Linked DNA regions of Sorghum bicolor: region 2 is linked to region 1. The links are chromatin contacts, called in public HiCAR-type maps. All regions are on one chromosome and are shown on one strand. Each heading gives the region's core, a stretch centred on a gene start, on an enhancer-like site or on the middle of the called end of the contact. The rest is flanking DNA. Distances are from core to core; before and after follow the strand shown. Region 1 holds the start of LOC8054103 (dihydrolipoyllysine-residue acetyltransferase component 5 of pyruvate dehydrogenase complex, chloroplastic). Region 2 holds the start of LOC8054107 (leucine-rich repeat receptor-like kinase protein FLORAL ORGAN NUMBER1).

Region 1 (6,095 bases), core at 2,227-4,726:
TGCCAAGTTTTCTAGAAGTCTCGTCCGCCTTCGTCTTGGTACAAACAATCTCAGTGGGGGAATCCCAGACTCAATTAGTAATGCCTCAAAGTTAGCCTATCTTGAGTTGGACAACAATAATTTGGAGGGCAATATCCACCCTAACCTTGGTGAATGCAAGAACTTGGCCCTTTTGAATCTGGCATCTAATATGCTACAAGGTCAAGTGCCAGATGAGATTGGCAACCTTAAGAATCTGGTTGTTCTGAAGCTTCAGATGAACAATTTCAGTGGATCTATTCCAAGCACTTTTTCCAATTTCATAAGCCTGAATGCATTGAATCTTAGTTACAACTCATTCAGTGGGTCTATACCAGTTGAAATTACGAACTTACAAAATCTTTCCAGCATGAATTTGCAAGCCAATAAGATCAGTGGTGTGATTCCAATTTCAATCTCGTTGCTGAAGAATCTAATTGAGCTCAACCTGGGGAACAACCTGCTAACAGGCTCCATCCCAGAAATGCCAGCCAGCTTGAGTACAACACTTAATCTTAGCCACAACCTTCTCAGCGGGAATATTCCTTCAAATATTGGCTATTTAGGTGAACTAGAGATTCTTGATCTTTCATACAACAACTTGTCAGGTCAGGTACCAACCTCAATTGGGAGTCTTAATAGCTTGACAGAGTTGATTCTTGCTTATAACCAACTCTCTGGGTCCCTTCCGGTACTTCCTAAACAAGCGGCAGTCAATATCACTGGAAATCCTGGCCTTACAAATACAACTAGCAATGTGGACACTGGTAGTAAGAAAAAAAGGCACACTCTTCTAATAATCATCATTGCTCTGGCCGGTGCTCTTATTGGATTGTGTTTGCTTGCTGTTATTGTTACATTGTCGTTGTCCAAAAAAGTTTATCGTATTGAAGACGAACAATCACCATCTGAAGAGGGTGTTGCTCAAATCACCAGTGGTCGTCTCGTAACCATGAATAGCATACACGCCTCTGCGATTGATTTTATGAAAGCAATGGAAGCAGTCTCCAATTACAGCAATATCTTTCTGAAGACACGGTTCTGCACCTACTATAAGGCTGTTATGCCTAATGGTTCAACCTACTATGTGAAGAAGCTTAACTGGAGTGACAAGATCTTTCAAATTGGGAGCCAAGAAAAGTTTGGTCATGAAATTGAGGTACTTGGAAAGCTAAGCAATTCCAATGTCATGGTGCCATTAGCTTATGTGTTAACAGAGGACAATGCATACCTTCTCTATGAGCATGTACACAAGGGCACAGTCTTTGACTTCCTCCATGGTGCAAAGTCAGATATTCTGGACTGGCCTTCACGATATAGCATTGCTTTGGGGGTGGCCCAAGGGCTTACCTTTCTTCATGGGTGCACTCAGCCGGTTCTACTTCTTGACCTGTCAACCAGGACTATCCACTTGAAGACAGTGAATGAACCTCAGATTGGTGATATTGAGCTTTACAAAATTATTGATCCTTCTAAGAGCACTGGGAGCCTTTCAACCATTGCTGGGACAGTTGGTTATATTCCACCAGGTTAGACATACTAGTCTGATTCAGTTTTTCTGCATCACAGTTTTAAGCTTATTCTGAAACTGTTTCTTGATGTAATTGTTTCTAGTTGATCATGAACTCTTTAATCAATTATCAAGTAATTTGTTTGAGTGTTGTGAACCTGTTGGACCATACCCTCAAATTCTGTTCTAGTTAGCCCACAAATCTGCTTGTGCCTGTACCAACTAATTATGTCTTTGCTTCCTAAAAGTCTGATTAGAAACGTCATTCCTGATTCTGGATGGATTTAACAAGTAGTCAGAACTTTAGTTCATTTGTTTCTGAAATCCTCAAGTGATCATATACTAAAATTGTGTCAAATTTGATTGCAGAGTATGCATACACTATGAGGTTAACGATGGCTGGCAATGTTTATAGCTTTGGAGTCATTTTACTGGAGCTGCTGACAGGAAAACCATCTGTCAGTGATGGCACTGAGTTAGCCAAGTGGGCTCTCAGTCTTTCAGGCAGACCTGATCAAAGGGAGCAGATCCTTGACACCAGGGTCTCAGGAACTTCAATTGCTGTTCATAGCCAGATGCTGTCAGTCCTGAACATCGCTCTCTCTTGTGTTGTACTCTCTCCGGACGCTCGGCCAAAGATGCGCAACGTCTTGAGGATGCTCTTCAATGCAAAGTGAATCAGCAGCAGACTGCTACAAAATCATAGATAAATCTCGGCTGGAGTTTCAGCTTAGTTTAGTTTGTGGATGTCAGTAATCAGTATACAGGCTGTCCTTGTATAGTTCCATAGAAGATAGAACCCTAGCTTATGGTAGATTGTTGTATGTTTGATGAATTGGGTAATAGGTATCTGCTTTGCAGTGAGTGGTAATATGGTTTCTATGCTGTAACATGCAGAGATGGTTATGAGCGAAGCTTAAAGGTTATGGGTATGTGTTTTCATAAGAGATCATCCATCGTTTTGCAATGTAGACTAGTTCAACCAATCTTTTGCATTAACCATATGTAGTTTAACTAAAAGAGTCGAACACGTCCCGAAAAGCTAATGCTGCTGTCTAATGTGCGACATTTAATCTTCATTGCGTGAAAATATTTATATTTTTTTTTCTGGTTTGGACGAAAGGCCTCCTCATGCATCCTAGTTCCTCAGGTTGAGTCATCTTCAACTCAAAGTTGGGTGCATATTTTCTTCCAAATGAAAACCCTCCTAGTTCCTCTCAGAACCCATTGTTTTTTGTCAAACTATTTTGTTCTTGTGCTTCAATTTGCATTACTTTATAACAATGTGAATATCTCAACATTTCCATTTTATTTTGCTTATTTAAAGGTTTATGTGTCACATAATAATTTGTATATGAGCTGTATCAATTTTTAAGAGAAACGGTTACTTTTGTAATGCTTTAGTCTAAGGAAAATTTCAAGGAAACTAGATATTCCATATAGAGAAATAAGATGCAAGAAAATCACGTGTTTGCTTGGCTGATAAGTCATGACTAAAAGTACTGTTCGCTGGTTTGTTGTGAGAGAAAAACACTACTGAATGGTTGACAGATTCGGCAGATAAGCTCAAATTTTACAATAAAGAATATCCTGCAAAGATAAAACATATAGTCCCTTTGCATCCTTCCTACATTATTCTGAATAAAAGTAAGTCCACTCCAATAAAAATTGCCAACAGCACAAATGGAGAAGAAATCAGCATAAAGAAAACATATTTCTTCAAAAAAAAACATAGAAGTGCATAATAATAAGCTATAAGCCTATAAGTAACCTCAATACTGTATTGATATTTTTAATTAAATAAAATAAAAATGTTTCTTGTTTAAAATGAAAAACAATGTACTCCGTAGGTACCTCAGTGTCAAGAAAAAAAAATGGTAAAAAGTACTGGCGGAAACGTTGGGCTTGTTGGAGCAATCCCCAAAGCAGCAGGTGCGACGAGCCCAAACCTTTGCACCCCTCGTCGTCCTCGGCTAATCCGCCGCGCCTCCGATACTCCCAAGGCAGCAGCGCCCCGCCAGCTGCAACAACAGCAGCAGCCAAGCCACCACCATCTCATCAGACTCCTCTCAAATCCTCCCCGCCACGCTCCCTTTCCCTCCCCCTCCCCCGCCACCCCGCAATGGCCGGCCTCCTCAACCTCCAGTCGACGCTTCTCCCCTCGGCGTCCGCGCTGCGCCGCCGCGCGGGCGCGCCGGGGCCGTCCTCGTCCCGCCGCCGATGCCGTGTCGAGGCCAAGATCCGGGAGATCTTCATGCCGGCGCTCAGCTCCACCATGACCGAGGGCAAGATCGTCTCCTGGACCGCCGCCGAGGGCGACCGACTCGCCAAGGGCGACCCCGTCGTCGTCGTCGAGTCCGACAAGGCCGACATGGACGTCGAGACCTTCCACGACGGCTTCCTCGCCGCCGTCCTCGTCCCCGCCGGCGAGTCCGCGCCCGTCGGCTCCGCCATCGCGCTCCTCGCCGAGTCCGAGGAGGAGATCCCGGTCGCCCAGTCGCAGGCCGCCTCCTTCTCCTCCAGCTCCCCCTCGCCGCCGCCTCCGCAAGAAACTGCTGCTCAAGAAGAGTCCCTTCCGCCGCCGCCACCTCCTACCCCAGCGCCGGTGGCAGTCTCTGCTCCCGCGCCGCCTTCGCCAGCAGCACAAGGCGGGGGGCGCGTTGTTGCTTCGCCCTACGCCAAGAAGCTCGCCAAGGACCTCGGCGTTGATCTTTTCTCGGTCACGGGGTCAGGCCCCGGCGGGCGAATTGTGGCCAAGGATGTCGAGTCTGCGCTTGCTGCGCCCAAGAAGGCCGTACCAGCGACTGCTGCACGGCCGGATGTGCCATTGGGATCGACGGTACCATTCACGACAATGCAGGGTGCTGTCAGCAAGAACATGGTGGAGAGCCTTGCCGTCCCGACATTCAGGGTCGGGTACACCATCACGACTGATGCTCTTGATCAGCTCTACAAAAAAGTGAGCATCTTTTCACAATGTTTAGGACCATCGTCTTATGAATTTGATGATTGGATAAAGGGGTAAGTTTTTTCTTCTTTTTTTTTTAACAGATTAAGTCAAAGGGGGTTACAATGTCAGCACTATTGGCTAAGGCGACGGCAATGGCTCTGGTTCAGCATCCTGTAGTCAACTCCAGCTGCAGGGATGGGAAGAGCTTCACATACAACAGTAGTATCAACATTGCTGTGGCAGTGGCCATAGATGGTGGGTTGATTACACCGGTTCTTCAAGATGCTGATAAGGTCAAACACTTTACCACGCACAATGAATGTTGATATTTTTGATCATTTGTTTAAATAAATGGTTACTAACTTTTGTTTTTGGCAGCTTGACATTTATTCATTGTCAAGGAAATGGAAGGAGTTGGTTGATAAGGCACGAGCAAAGCAGTTGCAGCCTCATGAGTACAACTCTGGTATTTCTTTGCCTCATTACACAAATCTGAATATGTAGCACGTTGTGCATCTTTTCTAATGTTCTGAATAAGACAGTATACTTATAGAGATGAACTTTTATGGCGGCTGAATAAAAGAATGTAGTGGATACTAGATATTTCTTTGATACCATTTAACCTTGCTATATTAGCCATACGGTCAAAAAATGGTGCAATCCTGTGTGTTTGTATGCTTTGTGACTCATCAGCTATGACACCCTAACAAACTGTACAATTACCAGGATCCATATGCAATCCTTCATTATCTGTATTAACACTAAATACAGTTTCATTTCGTAACTTACTTCAGTCAATCAGTCATGCATAGAAAGGTGTAGGTCCCCTCTGTAGCTCTGTAGTAGGTCGCCCTGATTCTTAAGCTATATGTATATTGCTCTTCTGCACCTTTCTATGAATTGGAGATCTGGAGCTGTCTTGGACTATTTTATATCACAGCAAATGATTGCCTAATTCAGCTCTGATGCTTCCTGTTCATTACTTGATACAAGTGCAATTCTCTTCATGTGGATAAGAAGGAATTGACTGCTATAAATTTCTTATGACTACCTGAATATATGTGTATATGCATGTTGTCATAAGCATTTTACTTTGACAATATTTTGTACCTGGTAAACATATAGGTTATAGAGCATGGTGATTGGTATTAATGTTAAGGATCGTGCTCTTTATTAATCATAATTTCTGTATCTTGTAATACTATGATATCCATTATGATGGTCTAATTTGGATAACTTATTAGCAATGTTCAAGTTTTCTTTATGTTTCTAGTCTAATCAATTTCAATTCTCCTATCACAATTTATTAAGTCTGTAGGCCAGAAGTGTTTCTCCTAGCTGTGACTTCTGTGCGTTTCTTGGATATGGACTTCTGATAATATAATCTAGGAGTTTGGCTAAATAATAATCAGTTAACTTCAGTTCATGAGTATATATATAGAGTAATATGCTGCTGTCAACTCATGCTCAATACTAGAACTATCTTTTGTGAAGGTTATGCACTGAGATATCTCATCTCACTTGTAAGGTTAAGAAAACTAAGATAGCATCAAATTAATTGTTAGTTTACACAAGATTTTGATGTGGCCCAGCAACATGCATTTTATTACTATTTTT
Region 2 (6,095 bases), core at 2,357-4,856, 75 kb before region 1:
TATGGTTAAAATTTATATCTAGCATTTTAAAATAAATGTTTTACTTTTTTATGACATCAGTGGTGGTTATGGAAAAAGCACGCTAGAAGGGGAGATAGTTTGAACCTTTGTTACATCAAATCTAAGTGAAGGATCGCCCAAATAAAATAAGGGTTGACAACATATATAAAAAGAAAAAATTGATAGACTTATATAAAAAATAAAAAGAGAAAAAAAGACAAAAGAAAAATTTTAAAAATGTTTTATAACTTATGTGTTTCAAATTTTAGCATAAGTTGTAAGTTATATGGTATAAGTCATATGGTAATAAGTTTTGCAAAGTGTTATGCCAAGTTGTTAGTATAATTTATAGAAATAAGTTATGTTCTATAACATATATATATATATATATATATATATATATATATATATGTATAACTTAGTTATCTTCTAAAAATGAAAAGTTGCGGAAATTATCATTTCCAAATAAAGAAAGTTGTGGGAGTAGCTGATGGCTGAATTCCTTAGTGAATGATCGTGGAATTGGAGTTGGGCTATTTTTGTACCCGCCTACAGTGAGAACTGTCGCTGCGCATATCCCTCTTTTTCCCGCCCCCAACCCATGTCTCAACAGTCAACACGCCTTTTGCTTTGTTTTTTCTTAATTCTTTTGTCACCTGCTTCCATCCAAAAAAACAAAAATAACTGTAGCTCTAATTGTACTATCTATATTGTAACTAGCACTTATAGTTATTACTAAATCTATTCCAAATCATAAAACATTTGACTTTTTTGACACTAAATTTGATAACTCGTTTTATTCAAAAAAATTATGTAAAATATTATTTTTTTTTATCATGGCTTGGTTTATTAATAAAAATTCTTCAAAAATGACTTAAACTGGACTATGTTTACATAAATTTTTTTGAATAAAACAAGTAGTCAAATTTGGTATAAAAAAAGTCAAACGTTTTATAATTTAGGATGAAGGTAGAAGTACTTAACTGAATCTCACTTTCACCAACTGACAGATGTATGCACGGATTTTTTTTTCAAGATTCAGATTTTCGAAATACAATAATTGAGTCGTGAATTTAGGGACCTTGAAGAAAGGGGCGAAATGCCTTCCGTGCTTATCTGTTAACTGTAGCCGTACTGTAGACAGAAGATACTACGTCCTGTACTCCCTGTCACGTCGAATGTCGACGGCAGCACCAGTGCTGTTAAGCGAATGATTACCTGATCCTGCTCTAATGAAAAGTGCGGCCGTATTCGCAATTTCGCATAGTGGAAGACACAGGGCACGACATTGAGGAGCTTTCTCTGTTTTTGACAGCGAACAACACTCAAAGCACAAGGCGTAACAAGTTCCGCTGTTCTCGTAGAAGGCCAACCAAAAGCTTCTTCAGTTCTGCTCCTAGTAGCTAATGAACAAACTCTTAACATAATCTAAGCATAATCTTACAACAGAGTAGATAACAGCTACTCATATATACAAACTAAATTGCTATCCGCCCAGCCATTATTTTAATTTCGCACAGTATATACACGTCGATCAATCAATAAAAACTAATTGCACAGTTTGGTCGGAATTGACGAGACGAATTTTTTAAGTCTAGTTAGTCTATGATTGGACAATAACTACCACAAACAAACGAAAGTGTTTCAGTGTAGCGAAATTTTTTTTTCTTCTGGAACTAAACAAGGCCCAACTGAAAACACAAGGCGTAACAAGTTCCGCTGTTCTCGTAGAAGGCCAACCAAAAGCTTCTTCAGTTCTGCTCCTAGTAGCTAATGAACAAACTCTTAACATAATCTTACAACATAATCTTACAACAGAGTAGATAACAGCTACTACTCATATATACAAACTAAACTATGCATTGCGAATTGCGATCCGCGCAGCCATTATTTTAATTTCGCACAGTATATACGCGTCGATCCATCAACCTGTCCTGCTCCACCATCTTCTTCCGATTCCTTGGTCTACTCATCAGCATAAATGTCCGTGATCGAATCCGGAGCTCCGAACACAACAATGTCCTCGAGATCGAACGTGTCATCGTAGCTGAAGCGCGCCATGTACGCAAGGTCATCGCCGGCGCCGTAGAACTGCTGCAGCTGCAGGCCAGACGTCACGTCCCCCTGGTCCGGCTCCGGCCCTGTCGTCGTCGCCGCCGCCGCCGCGGCGTTCCCGTTCCGCATCGCCTCCGCGGCCGCCGAGCTCCCCGCCGGGGTGAGGCTGCTCAGCACCTCCTCCTGCTCGCCGCCGCCGCCGCACTCCAGCTTCAGGGGCTGCAGGACCGCCAGTTGTTGGTTGGTGGTGTTCCCGGTGGTGGTGGTGCTGGTCGTCGCCGCGCTGGCGTTGTTGTTGGCGGCGGCGAAGCTGATGAGGCGGGACCCCGCGTGGTGGTGGAGGTCGTCGCCGGTGACGCCGGCCGCGTGCACGACGAGCGACGCGACGGCGGTGGCCGGGTCACGGCAGGTGTGCATGCCGATGTAGGTGACGGTGTAGGTGTCCGGGTCGTCGTCGCGGCGCTGCACCTGCCGCTGCGCCACGCACTGCTGGTCGTACTTGTGCGTGCACCGGAAGTAGGCCCTGCGCACGCCGAGCATCATCGATCATCGACCAAATAAATGAAAAGGAATCAGAAATTCGTGCCAAGAAAAGGATCATCATCTCATATGCATAGGTTGGGTTGGTTGCCATATTTGATTTGATTAACAATGATTGATCTAATAGGTGTAGAAACGTACTTTGGGTACTTTGAGTTTTGTATCTCCTTCTGTCCGTACTTTCGCCATGAGTGCCCATCCTCCAAATCCTTGATGTTCTTCGTCACAACCGATGATCCTTGCTGGCCTCTACAACACACATCCGGCAGTGGTTTGCACAAAATCAGCAAACTATTTTTTTAGATCATACTGTACGTGCTTGGCCCGATCGCGAAAAAAGAAAAAAAAAACTATTTTTAGATCAAGAGAAGAGGACTCGGCGGCGAAGGCCTGTGGCTCACCTCTTCCGACAGGAGGCCCTCTTGTCCCCTCCACCAGCGGCCTTCCGCTTGCTACTGCCGGCAGTGCCGGCGCAGGTGACGTCGCTCTGCACCTCGGACGCCTCCTCCTCCTCGGCGGCGGCGGCCTTGGCCGTGTCGATGGTGCGGGACATGGCGTGGAGGATCCGGTCCAGGAGGCGGCCGGCTTCCGGCGAGTCCCGGAGCAGCGCCTGCAGCTGCGTCGCGTACTCCCGCCCCTTCACCATGTCCTCCATCACCCGCGCGTACGGCGCCGCCGCTGCCATGGCCACACAGCAACCGAACCAGCAAGAGGGAAGAAGAAGATGAAGAAGAAGAAGATCACGACACGACCACCACAGGTCCACAGCTCACAGCTCACAGCTCAGTGATGACTCACTGGAGGCAGCAGCAAGCAGCAAAGCAAGCAAGGAAGAAACCCCTCGAGGGTCGAGGTAGGTGCTGGCATTTATGGAAGCAGAGGGAGGGGGGCGCGCGAGTCTACGGTGGATGGCGTCCACGGACGGAGTGGCTGGTTTTGGTTTTCTACGCGGCGGGCCCGGTGAAATTTAAGCTTCTTTAGGCGGGTGGGCATGTGCGGCGCCAGCCAGCCAGCCAGCCAGCCAGCAGCAGCGGCGAGGGGGGAAGCATCGTGGAAAGAGAGGGGGGACGGCGACGGGGACGACGACACGCAGGTGACGTCTCGGACGCGACGTCACCATGGTGATGCTCGATCGACTGCGTGCGCGGTGGGCGGATGAAGCAATGCAATTGTGGGAGGGGAGGCGAGGGCCCTACTTCCAATTGTTTTGTCAGGATAGCCGTCCAATCGTAGGCGCTAGCGTCGTGCAGGGAGGGATGGCAGCGCACTATTCTCTCTCTCGGTCCCGGCGACCGGCGTCATTCACTGCAGCGGCGCCGATTCCGGCACCACCGTCCTTGGTGGCGTACGTGGCATCCGGCGGCCGGAAAGCTTGGTGATGGCGACCGACCGTACCTGTGGCTCTCTCATCCGACCGCACCGCAGGGAAGAACGAAGGTTGTTGGAACCTTCATTCACCATGGGAAGGCCAAGGTAAGAAGAAGATTCTGTAGCACTTAGCTCGATTTGGGGGGGTCTAGTCCAACACGACCGAGATTCCTAATCGACGGCGTGGCCTCCATTTGTGCAGCTTCAGGAGGTTGAGATAGCAGCTAGGCTGGGTCTGAATAATGATTGTATCTTTAGATGTACTACCACTTTTGTAGAACCACTTCTTCCACGTATGAAACCTACAGCTTTTTACAAAGGGATGAACCGATGCTGAGCCATTAGCAGGTGAGGATGCATATTGCTTGCTGCTTTGGTAGCTGATTAAAAATAGCACCAAGAGTTTGAATCTTGTAGACACTATATAAGATAGAATAGATTTTATGTCCTTTTGTTGGACCACACCACACATGATGTTTGCAGAATATAGAAAGTTGTTGAAAAAAAAAATCAGTTATGCTGAACATGTCCACAGTCCACTGAACAAAACACGGCTGCTGCAGAGGAGGTGGTGAGTGGGGAATTTGCTGCATGCCCTGTCAGCAAACAAAGGCAAGTCTAGCCATCATGGGAAAAGGTCTTCTCCAGAAATTCAGAAAAGGTACGTCCTAGCAGCTCAGAGATTGCTGAACATGTAGTAGCACTTGTTCATTAACACTTCAACTCGGCAGTGATTTCTGATGCTAGATTTTAACATTTTGTATGCATTTTTTTCTGTGATAAAATGGATTTTAACATTTTTGAACACTCCTCGTTCATCTAACTGTCAACCTTGCATGGATTTGATGGGCCGATGGTTCAGGTGATTCTACACTTGGAATGTACAGAGGACACAAAACCACCTCGCTTGGGTAATGTGCACTGGGTACAGTCGTACAGATGACACAAACCACTTCGTTCAAAAAAGGAAGTAAAAAAAAATGACCGGCCATTTAGAAAAGACTGGCAATGTGCATTGGGTAATACTGCAGATGCTAATGATGATAGGACCTTTGCTTCAGGATCCAAGTAACGAAATCAGCAATTTTGTCATGCTTGGCTAGTTGAGTACCTGAAGGCTGAAGAAGTGCAGAGGTAATGTGCTAGTGCAGAAGGAAGAAATGCATTTCTGCTTGATTTAAAAGAAAAAAAGAGAGAGAAATGCTAGGATTTTTTTTGCCTTGTGTACCTGTGTACCAGGCCAGAACCCAGGAGGTGGCAACACAGGAGTTTTACCTAATGTATGTATTTTGCATGTACAGAGTAAACTAATGCCTTACCCACGATTACAGACTTGTTTCGATGATTTGATTTACCACAAACATTTTTTTTTGGAGCAAAGATTTACCAAACAACTTTTTTTTTGAGACAATTTACCAAACCTACGGGCCAGGCTGGGCTGGGCTTACAAGGAAACCAAACGCGCCCAGAATGGATCACAGATCGGGCGCGCCGCGTTATGGGCCAGGGGCGCCGCGAGGGGCAAACCAGATCGAAAGCAGATCCTTTTTCTCAAAAAAAAAAAGAAAAAAATCAACAGCAGATCATATGGTTTGGACTTCGCCGGCGGCGCCGCCATTACCAACGCACCAGTGCCGGGTGCTCGATATGGCCCTCTACGCAGCGTCCAGGGTGGCCGCCTGCTGAAGCAAGGGAAGATCCGGTGGGATCGATCGCCGGCCAGATGATGGGAGGGTGAAGCTTCCCGGTGCCGTGATGTGTGCCTGTGCGTGCTCGCCGTCTACCTCAGGTAAGCGAAAACGACGACCTGATGCATATATACAAGTCGGTCTACGTATAGGCAGTACTCATTAGACGATCTTGCATATAGCCACTAGTCAGTACTCACTACTCTGTAGACCGGATTTGCTCTGTGGTTCTCGCTGTCTCACACATCAGGAACAGATTGGTGCAGTACGTCAGTCAGTCAGTCAACCCTGGACCCAACTGAGGGGCCGAAGGAGACCACTCAAGAAATTGTTGCTTCAACTTTGACTGACAATGATATTTTGAGTAATGGCCTGTTTGATCCATGGACACTAAAAGTTAGCGAGCTAATATAATAGCTGCTAATTTTAGCTAGGTAATTTTTA

Evidence for each region. HiCAR-type assays count read pairs that join an accessible place to other places.
Region 2: a contact with region 1 is called in a HiCAR-type map of leaf, with 2.6 times the contacts expected there. The contact joins the promoter of LOC8054107 here to the promoter of LOC8054103 in region 1. A contact is called at or near these places in 1 of 4 Hi-C or Micro-C datasets (leaf) and 1 of 1 datasets of contacts at active chromatin or transcription factors (leaf).

Annotation. Positions count from the first base shown.
Region 1 is chr8:6,384,613-6,390,707 of Sorghum_bicolor_NCBIv3, reverse strand. It overlaps LOC8054103 (dihydrolipoyllysine-residue acetyltransferase component 5 of pyruvate dehydrogenase complex, chloroplastic), which reads left to right and starts at 3,476. Exons shown (of 6, transcript XM_002442888.2): 1 at 3,476-4,487; 2 at 4,580-4,771; 3 at 4,857-4,944. The coding sequence starts at 3,651. LOC8054104 (probable leucine-rich repeat receptor-like protein kinase At2g33170) reads left to right here. Exons shown (of 2, transcript XM_002442889.2): 1 at 1-1,547; 2 at 1,898-2,480. The coding sequence ends at 2,205.
Region 2 is chr8:6,459,998-6,466,092 of Sorghum_bicolor_NCBIv3, reverse strand. LOC8054107 (leucine-rich repeat receptor-like kinase protein FLORAL ORGAN NUMBER1) reads left to right here and starts at 3,606. Exons shown (of 4, transcript XM_021446289.1): 1 at 3,606-4,068; 2 at 4,527-4,624; 3 at 4,826-6,095. It overlaps LOC8054108 (probable WRKY transcription factor 70), which reads right to left and starts at 3,433. Exons shown (of 3, transcript XM_002441885.2): 1 at 2,997-3,433; 2 at 2,737-2,844; 3 at 1,693-2,578. The coding sequence starts at 3,280. The coding sequence ends at 1,966.